Regions from separate parts of the Strix aluco genome. Here region 1 is linked to region 2. A link is a contact called in public Hi-C data. All regions are on one chromosome and are shown on one strand. The core of a region is the stretch at or near the end of the contact, and the rest is flanking DNA. Distances in the headings are between cores, read along the strand shown.

Evidence for each region. Hi-C and Micro-C count contacts between places; a contact is called where the count stands out from the background.
Region 1: a contact with region 2 is called in a Hi-C map of heart, with 5 times the contacts expected there. The contact joins the promoter of KDELR2 here to the promoter of PMS2 in region 2. A contact is called at or near these places in 2 of 2 Hi-C or Micro-C datasets (brain and heart).

The regions. Positions count from the first base shown.
Region 1 is chr15:12,995,778-13,000,482 of bStrAlu1.hap1, forward strand. It overlaps KDELR2 (KDEL endoplasmic reticulum protein retention receptor 2), which reads right to left and starts at 3,442. Exons shown (of 5, transcript XM_074840491.1): 1 at 3,238-3,442. The coding sequence starts at 3,328.
Region 2 is chr15:12,821,585-12,826,109 of bStrAlu1.hap1, forward strand. It overlaps PMS2 (PMS1 homolog 2, mismatch repair system component), which reads right to left and starts at 1,837. Exons shown (of 15, transcript XM_074841086.1): 1 at 1,755-1,837; 2 at 1,217-1,356; 3 at 554-640. The coding sequence starts at 1,774. It overlaps AIMP2 (aminoacyl tRNA synthetase complex interacting multifunctional protein 2), which reads left to right and starts at 2,080. Exons shown (of 4, transcript XM_074841091.1): 1 at 2,080-2,275; 2 at 4,098-4,304. The coding sequence starts at 2,144.

The sequences.
Region 1 (4,705 bases), core at 2,192-4,691, 180 kb after region 2:
ACCATGTGGTTTGCCAGCTCTTCATGGATCACAGCCTACAGTTTAGCAATCAGTTAGAAGCCTTATTTATTTTCTAAGCTTCTACTGCTTCAAAAGTGCACAGTTAAAGCAGCAGCTGGTTTGCCCGCATCTCCTTAGTCACCAATAACCATGAGGTATAAGTTTATTTAATTTATAAACTGCTCTAATATGCAATGTAAAGGAATCACAGAAAGCCCACTAACAAGAGGCATTTAGCAGCTGCTCAACATTAACTGGTAACGATTTACGGGTTATTGTTGTGTAGGACTTTAAATACATATTTGCATAAAATAAGTCTGTATTATGTTTTTATTAGTAGAAACCACAACTGACAACAACAAACCACTACAAGGAACAGGATAGAGCCCCAAAAATAAAATTCCATGCTCCTTTGAGGTGCTCTTCTCATTCCAGACAAACTTTTTATGGCCTCACAGAATCACAGAATCATCTAGGTTGGAAAGGACCTTGAAGATCATCTAGTCCAACCATTAAACACTAAAAACCACTAAAACCTCAGACACTAAAGTCATAAAAGTAATATGGATCTGGATTCACTCCTAGGGACTCAGAACTGGAAGACACCAAAAAAACAATCCCAGACAAATGCATCACCCATTTCATTTTTGTTTTTTCTCAGGAAAATGAATGAAGCAGACGTTTTCTACTGAAAGATTCCACGCATGTCTGCTTGTGTTCAGGGATGCTGGCTAATATTGTAAAGAGAAGAGTTGAGGGGCCTATGTAATATAGGCCCATTTACTTTTCTGTGTTGGAGAAAGTAGTACCAAAGATAATGATTGGTATGAGTGTACTTTCTTATAAATAAATCCCTAGTAACAGAGATCCTCAATCACAACTGATTTAAGGAAAACATCAGATCACTTTTTAAGCAGAAAGATGGGACTAGGTTTCATTGTACTATACTGTGTAAATAACCTCATGTCCAAAGGTCACTTAACAATCTCTTGGCTAAAACCCTATTTGAATTTTAGCCTTGCACTAGAATTTCTCATTTTCCTTCTTCAGAGAGCAAGAGATATTTAGGTTTTACATCATTAATTGTGTTGTTACTTGCAAACTTGACTGCATTTCTCCAGTAAGGCAGAGGACAGAACTCTACAGAAGAGCTGGAGAAGGCCAGGCCCTCTCCTGCCAGATCCAGACAGAATTCCTGATCCACTAGAGGGTGAGCCAGGGAAGTTCGTTAGGAAGGAGCTCTTGCTCCATCACCTCAGAAACAATACTTCTGCACTACCACTGCATTTGGACTGCGGAGGCATTTGCTTGAGCTCTTTTGTAAAATTAAGAGCAGTTTTTACTTTATGTGTGTTTAAAACTAAAGCTATTAATCTACTATTTTTTTCTTTTGCACTATCAAGTGATTAGCAAGAAGTGACTTGACATGAAAACATACAGAAACTGTACTTCCTCTTACCTGTAGTGCAAATCTCTTTCATTTCCCCATCCTCAATTCTTTCAGGTTGCAGCTTAAACTAATTCTTCACACTCTTAACTGAAGACTTTACAGATACATCTGTTCAACAGTGTTAACTCGGTATTTGAACAGTATTTCATGCCAACACATGGCAAACTGATTTCAAGAATAATCACTCTTACTAACAAAGGAGAAGCTCACAAGAAAGAAGGCAAAGTCAAGCTCACAGTCAGACCCCAGGACACAGCAAAAACGTTATTTCCAGGGTCGGTGGCGTGATCCATGTAACACACATAGCACTGAAATGCCCATTTTGAATTACAACAACTCCTAGTTTTCTGAAAGAGATCAGCTATGTTGCAGTTAGAAGAACTGCTTGCAATTCCCTCCAACCGCCACACCGTACACTCGAAGCGAGGAAGCAAACCACATCACACGGAATTCGAGCAAGCACGTACAAAACACGGGAGGAAGCACAAGCGTTTCTCCCCCGGGCTGGCGGCGGAGCCGCGGGAGCGGGGCTTCGCCCGGCGCCCATCCCGGAGGGCGGCCGGGACCCAGCTCCCTCCCCGCCACACCTCTCCCGCTGCCACGTCAGAGCAGGCCGGGATCTCGACCCAGAGCCTATTCTCTCCAGCCGGGAGCCTCTCTCCTACAGCTTCCTCCTGCAGCTGGCCAGGCAAGCGAGAAAACACCCCAGAAGCCTTATAAACGGCACGAATCGCAGTTTAATTCTTCCCGCAGCGAGGGCGGAAAACAAAAGGGAAGAAGAGGGCGCGGTAGTCTGCCGCGAACGCAAACCTGTGCGCGGAGGGAAAAGGAGGGAGCGAGGGAAACTTCAGCATCTGCAAACTGCAAGTCAGCGACTCCCAACGCTGCACCAAAACCAGCTTTCACGCACCAGAGCGGCGCTTAAAGCTGCCAAGCAAACACGCAGACGGAAGGCTGTGCGCTGTCAGGAAAAGCGAGAAAATAAGCTCTATCTCCTCTTTCCCGATAGTGGCGGGGCGCGGGGAAGGGAGGGAGGCTGCCCGCCCCGCGGGGGACGCATTCCTCCCTCCTCCCCTCCTCCCAACCTGCCTCCCCATTCATTCGCTCGCCACCGGGCAGTTACATAAGGAAGGGGCGACCCTCCCGGGGACAGCCAAGGTGGTGGTGCTCGGGGATTAAAGTACAAATAATGGCAACCACCAAACCTTTAACGAAATCGCTGCTCCCCCGAGTGCGCCCCCACCCCGGAGGAGGGGATGTGGCTCCCCTTTCCTCCCGCCCGGTTGCCCACCCGCTTCCACGCACCCTGCGTTTGGAAGGGACTGAGTTAGGAGGGAGGTCAGTCAGGAGGGGGGCTGAGCCCCCTCCCGCCAGCGCTGAGGGGAGCGATCGTCCCTTTTCACCTGCCCGGGCGAGTTCTGCCCTCCCGCCCTAGGGGCCCTCAGGCGGCGACTCGAGGGGGACACAATTCCCTCCCCCCCCCCGCCTCTCCTCGCTTTACCACAGCCGCCTCCGGGAAAGTGGGGCAGGCGGGACCCCCCCGTGCTGCCCCCCCCCCCCCCCCTCCCCGGCTCGGCTGAGCTCTCTTCAGGAAGCGGTCCCTAAACTGCAGCAGAGGTGATCGCAGCACGGCCCACCCCCCTGCCGCGGCGAAAAGGCGGCGATCGCGCCCAGGCCCCAGTGAGGCTCCCCTCAGGCACCGCGGCCCAGAGCTGCCCAGCCGGTCCCGCCGCCCTCCCTTCCCTTCTTCCCCTCCCCTCGCCCGCCCAGCGGCCTTCCGCACGCACCCGCGCAGGAGCGGCTCTTCCAGATCTTGAGCAGCAGGATGATGATGGCCGCCAGGTGGGACAAGTCCCCGGTGAGGCGGAAGATGTTCATGGCGGCGGCAGAGGCGGCAGCGCAGCCCGGAGCCGGGGAGCGAAGATGGCGTAAGCTCAGCGGGCACCGAGCGACGTGGCCCGGGGACGTGGCCAGACAGCCACCACGCCCGGTGCACCCTGGGAAACGGGAGGGGGCGGCCCCGCCCCTCCGCGCCGCCTCCCGCGGGGGCGGCCGAGCCGTTAGCCCTGAGGCGAGCCCCGGCCCGGCCGCCCGCGGCGGGGGGACGCGCGCGACCCTCCGGCCTCCCTCAGCCCTCCCAGCGCCAGCCCTGAGGGGAGCGGCCCGCGCCGGGCCCAGGGGCGGCGGGGTCGGGCTCCCGCCGGGCCCCGAAGGGTGAAGTCCTCGCTTCGGGTCCCGCGCTGGGTGTCCGGCACCGAGGGCGGAGTAGGCCACGGTCCCTTTTTTTGCCTTAAACTCTTCAGAAGCCCTTTTAGACGGATAATTTCGCGGTTCTTTGTTAACCGGCAGTAAGCAGAGAACAGAGCTGTGAGCCAGGAGCGGCTCCTGCGCGGGGGACGCTCCGGCAGCACCAGGCAGCCGCCGGCCAGTGGAGCAAGTACCGGGGATGAACGGGGAGAGAAACCGCCGTGAAATTCGGCCATCAGGCAGCTGGCTAGTGCAGCAGTTGGTATTTAATAGCTATTGTCACGTTTTGTGCAAATGAGCTTGATTCATGGTTAGTGGCCCAAGAGAGTATGCGAATTTCTAAGAAAAGTAATTATTCCTTGCAACAATAAGGCTTTGGGAATTAGTGTGCTGCCTCTTTGCAGTCCTCAATCCCTAAACCTGAAGGGTATCGCCATCATAGTTGTGCAGTGTGCAGTTCAAGGAGGTATCCCCTCTTAAGCACGGCTTAATCACCAATGTTCTCTAAAAAAACCAGCAATCAAAACAGTAACAAAGCAAGCTAGAAAACTTCACAGGAATAGGATTTCCAATGACTCTGGAAAACAGGTTATCCCAGCTAAACAGTGGTGCTTTGCTTTTTTATACCATTTCAGAAAGGGGAAGTTATTAAAAATCTCCTGGTTTGCATTGTCTCATGCCCTGTTTGAGGAACTAGAGTAAGGACTTCGCTGTTACAGAACAATGTACAGAACCACGTAGAGAAAATTTCCCACAGTGGAAGGTTATGTCTGGTTGGAAACTATGAAAAAGATCCTAAGTGCAATCTTTCATTTTCTTGTTTAAAATGTAGCATAAACACTGAAATCTTTAAAGGGCTTACATATTCCCCAAAAGAAGAGAGAACTGATTAGTACTTCCTATTGAGTTTACCTTTTTTTTAATAAGTACCCACAGTGTGACAGAAACAAATGTACTTATTTTCAGAGATCAGGCATCAAAGTCTGTCCTCTCAAGTCAGGTTATATG
Region 2 (4,525 bases), core at 587-3,086:
AAAGAGATCCCTAGTCATTATATGAAAAAAGTGGTATGGGTATTTCTGTTGCAATGGCTAGTTACATTTATCATATAGTATGGTTTCTGCTCCCATTTTGTGCAATTTAAAGCTAGCAAATGGAAAATTTGACAGTTGGGCATGCAATGACAGTTCACTTTCAGCAAACATTCAAGTTTATAATTCACCTCTCAAAAGCAATCACTTTCACAAAGCTTGACTCCTTCAACAGCGACTGATGATTCAACACAAGTGAATCTAATCAACATTTATAGGACTCTCTCTTCTATAAATATTTCTATTATTCATTCCACTTAAATAAGCAATCAAATCAAAGTCTATTTCTGAGCTACAAGAATAATAATATAACCACAACAGCACTACAGAAGTCCAGTCTAGTTTTGCCCAAGTCTTGCAGGTCATGCACACATTATATAAAAGCTGAGTATCTGTTAAAAACTATTAAACTTAGGAAGTTTGTTTTAAAAAAAGTAGCTTTCTCACTGAAAACATGCTTTCAAAATGTCCAAATTATGAAAAAGGTACAACTTACTTAAGCCTTCAAAGTTTTCCTCTTCCACTCCACCTCCATTATCCGAAACCTCTATCAGTTCTGCTCCATGATCTTTAAGTTTTATATCTACAAAATTGAGTAATAAAGTCTTTTAATTCTGTATGTTCATACAGTGTTCAGTATTAATTATGTACTTGAAGCAATTTTATCAGGTAACTGTTTTCCATGTCAAGTTTGAACAAAAAAATCCTCATACCTGTCAAAAGTTAGAGCAAGCTAATGCAAACCAGCCTGTACTCACAAACAGTCCAGCTTTGCTGAACTTCTGCCTGAACTGAAGTTTTCCCAATTACAAAGCTATCATCATCCTGGCAGCTCTGGAAACTGCAACCCTGCCTTAACCACCTGCTAGCTTGAGACCAGCAGCCAGCAGAGTCTAATCACCACTGCTGTACAGGCCACATGCCTTATTCAGTGGCAAAAAGGGCTACAAATAAAATAACACAGACAAAAATCACATACCTCTAGGGGCCCAGCTAGAGCCTGGGAATCAAAATGCTTTATTTATCTGAGGTGTAAAACCACGGCAAACGTGCTTGGCCCAAACAGAAAGTATGTGCACTGATTTGTTAATATGCACTCTGTTTTGAGGAAAGATAAGTACTTTAGAAGTCCATGAAATTATGATGGCAAGAAGGTTACCAATGTTGGTAGCTCCAGCATCCAGGCTGTTTTCCACTAACTCTTTCACGGCAGTGCCAAGATTCAGCACAACCTGTCCCGAACAGATCCGATGAACGGACTTACGGTCGATGGGCTTGATGGCTTTGGCAGGCTGCAGGCTGGAAAGAGGGGAGAGACAGGAAAAAACACGGTAGTGTGAAGCAAGCGGCAAAGGCTCGCCGCGCCTCGCTCGTTCGTTCCTCGCAAGTGAGGGCAACCGCCGCCCAAAGGCGAGGCGGGGGGCAAAACACCGATACCCCGGGTGGCCGCACCCGAACGCGGAGCGCCCGAGAAGCCCCACCGGCCTCCCCGAGCAAGTCGGGAGGGGAGGCGGGAACCGAGAAGCCAGCGGCGGCAGAGGAGGCCGCGACCGCGCCAGCGGCCAGGGCACGGCCCACGGCGGGGGAGCGCGGCCCTGAGCCTGCCGTGAGGAGAGGCGGCCCGAGCAGGGAAGTGCGAGCGCGGGGCAGCCCCAGGGCCGGGGCCCGCTCCAGCCTGCCCCGGGGCAGGCGCTCACCAAGGCGCAGCCGCCTCCATCGGGACCCAGCGGATCGCGCCGTCCTCTCCTCAGGATCCCCTTCCGCAGGCCCTGCCCCCGCCCAGTCATTGGCTGCTGAAGAAAAGGGCCCACCCCTCCCGCGTGGGTTTTTAAGCCCCTTGACACCAATTGGTCAATAGGACCATCCAATCAGAGCTGGAAGCTGCACCTTTCGCCCTATGGAGACTCGCTGAACGGATCAATTGCTCTCGCTGGCCAATAGAGGGAAGACAAGGAGGCGGTGCGGCAGTCGCCAGCGCGCATTGGGCGGCGCTTGAGTCAGTTAAGGCGCTGTGCTCCCGCCTGGCCCAATTGGCGCAGCGGGCGGGCGGGCTGGGAGCGGGTGCGCGGTGCGGGCGGGTGCCGCCATGCCCATGTACAAGGTGAGGCCCTTCCACAGGGTCGGCGGGGAGGTGCTGGCGGAGCAGCTGCCCTCCTGCATGTACCGCCTGCCCAACCTGCACCGCCGCCCCGCGCCCGCCGCCTCGCCGCCGCCGCAGGTAGGAGCGAGGGGGCGTGGGAGAGCCCGCCGGGCCGGGCGGAAGGCCTGTCCGGGCCGTGGCCCACAGTGCTCGCCACGGCGGACTCGGCCGTGGGCAGCAGGCCGGCGCCTGGCGCCGCGCTGGCGGGGAGCCTGGCGGGCGGAGCTGCCTCCGCCCGCTCTGGGCCGGTGTTTGCTCCGGACGGGCGTGCTTGTGGGGGCTGGGAGAAGGCCGGCGCCGGGGAGCTCCCAGGGGCCGGGTCCCCGCGATCCCCCGCCTTGGCCCGCAGGAGGAGCGCGGTAGCGCTGGTTCCTCCGCGCTTATCAGCGGCTCGGTCGGGGGTTAATAAGCTCAGCTTTTCCAGGAATTTCTCTGTTTTAAGGCCTTCGGTAATTCTTAACTTGGCTTCTCTGGGCTCTGGTCTGCGTGTCTTTCAGTTTCTATTTTTAAGCGGCCGCATTTGGAGCGCCGTGCTGAGCTGAGGCCGTGCAAGCCCGTAGGTCGGTGACTGTGGCCCAGCGGGCTTCACCCCTTCCCGCCGCATCATCGCTTTGTTGGCTCAAGTCTATTTTCTTTTCTGCTGCTGAGTTAGGAACTGGCCAGCTACACACTCTCCATTTCTAGTCTCAGTTACTTCTTTATTAAATAAGGCAAAAATGCAAAATAATATGTTACATTAATTTAGTTGACTTCAGCCTCTCTCCAACGTCAGGAATGCTTTGAATTCTTCCAGGCTGCTTGTGGCCGTTTTTAGCTTGATACTATTACATCTTTTCAGTGAGTACTTGCTGTGCCCTCACCCAGGTTGCTGGTGGAGATACTGAGTAGGAGCAGACTTGGGGCAGAACTTCACAGGAATGCTAACTAAGTTGCCCTCCCATTGCAACAACAAAAGTATTAACTATCAGTCTGCTTTGAGAGTGGTTTTTCTTTCACTGAATTGTGTACTAGCCAAAGAATGGTCACTAAGAGGTGTTTCCCTGTCTTGTCTGAGAATATTGTGAAAGTGGGTATCAAGATTTCACTTGGATACCTTGCTTGTTATCTCTTCATCCATTAGACTGAAACAAGGAAGCTTGCTCCATAGGTTGGGTTTCGTTAATTCTTATTCAGAATGATTAGAAATGGATTATCTATATAAAGATTTTTCTTTAACATTATTGTAAGTTTGTGGACTTAAAACCACCCACAGGAATATACTTTTCATCCTTTAGAAGAGGTAGCACTGTAAGATAAGAGACTTGTAAGATAGTTGAGATAACAAAAAGATGCATTAGGATTAACATGTAACAAAGACTTTTTTTCTCTATAGTTTATATTCTGTGAAACGAAGAATGATTACAAAGAGTGATTTCATATGATATACCATCCATCTAAACCTGCAGGCTTTTTTATTAACTATCTGAATTGTCAAAAAGTTGCCTTGTTTGGCAGCCTCAACACAAACTCTTATCAGTCTGCACTTCTGGGCTGAAAAGAATCCAGACAAGCTACCTCTGGTTTTTCAGGTTTTAATTCAGCATTTCACTGCCAACTTTAAGTTTCTGTGGTTGTGATCTGATTTTCACTATGTTATGGAGTTTCCTGTAGCGAGTGGTTTAAAAAAATAGGTTAAGCAGGAAGATTTCAGATTTGATTAAATAACCCATCTCTCACCACATTATCATACAGACGAAAGAAGAGAGACAGTTAACAGATGTAAGACCGTGACATTCCGTGATGTTCTGGTTATTTGAATGTATTTAAAGTCTTTCAAAACTTACTGTCAAGTGAGCTGTGCACTATTTTCACACTGAGCTGAGCAAACATTTATGTGACCTTGTTTTTTCCTCTCCTATAGGAAGAGGCTGACCCGTCACTTCAAGCACTTGAATCCCGCCAGGAAGAGATTCTAAAACGCTTGTATGAACTGAAGAGTGCTGTCGATGGTCTCTCAAAGATGATACAAACCCCAGATGCTGACTTTGATGTAACTAATATCATTCAAAGTGATGAATGTTCCCCTTTGACAACAAATGGAGCAGATTTGGATTTGATGCTTGGAAAGGTAAGTTTAGTTGAGCACATAGATTGATAGATACTTTCTTTGCTCTCAGATTTCCAGGGTTGGAAGAGTGGCATTAAAACCTGGTGCACTCAGAACTCAATATACAAGTCTTATATCCTTACAAATAACCTACCATTATTTCATTTTGGGCATCCAGATTACAGATACAAACATTTATAAATGTTTTATAACTGGAATTATATAATAATAATTTATTATAT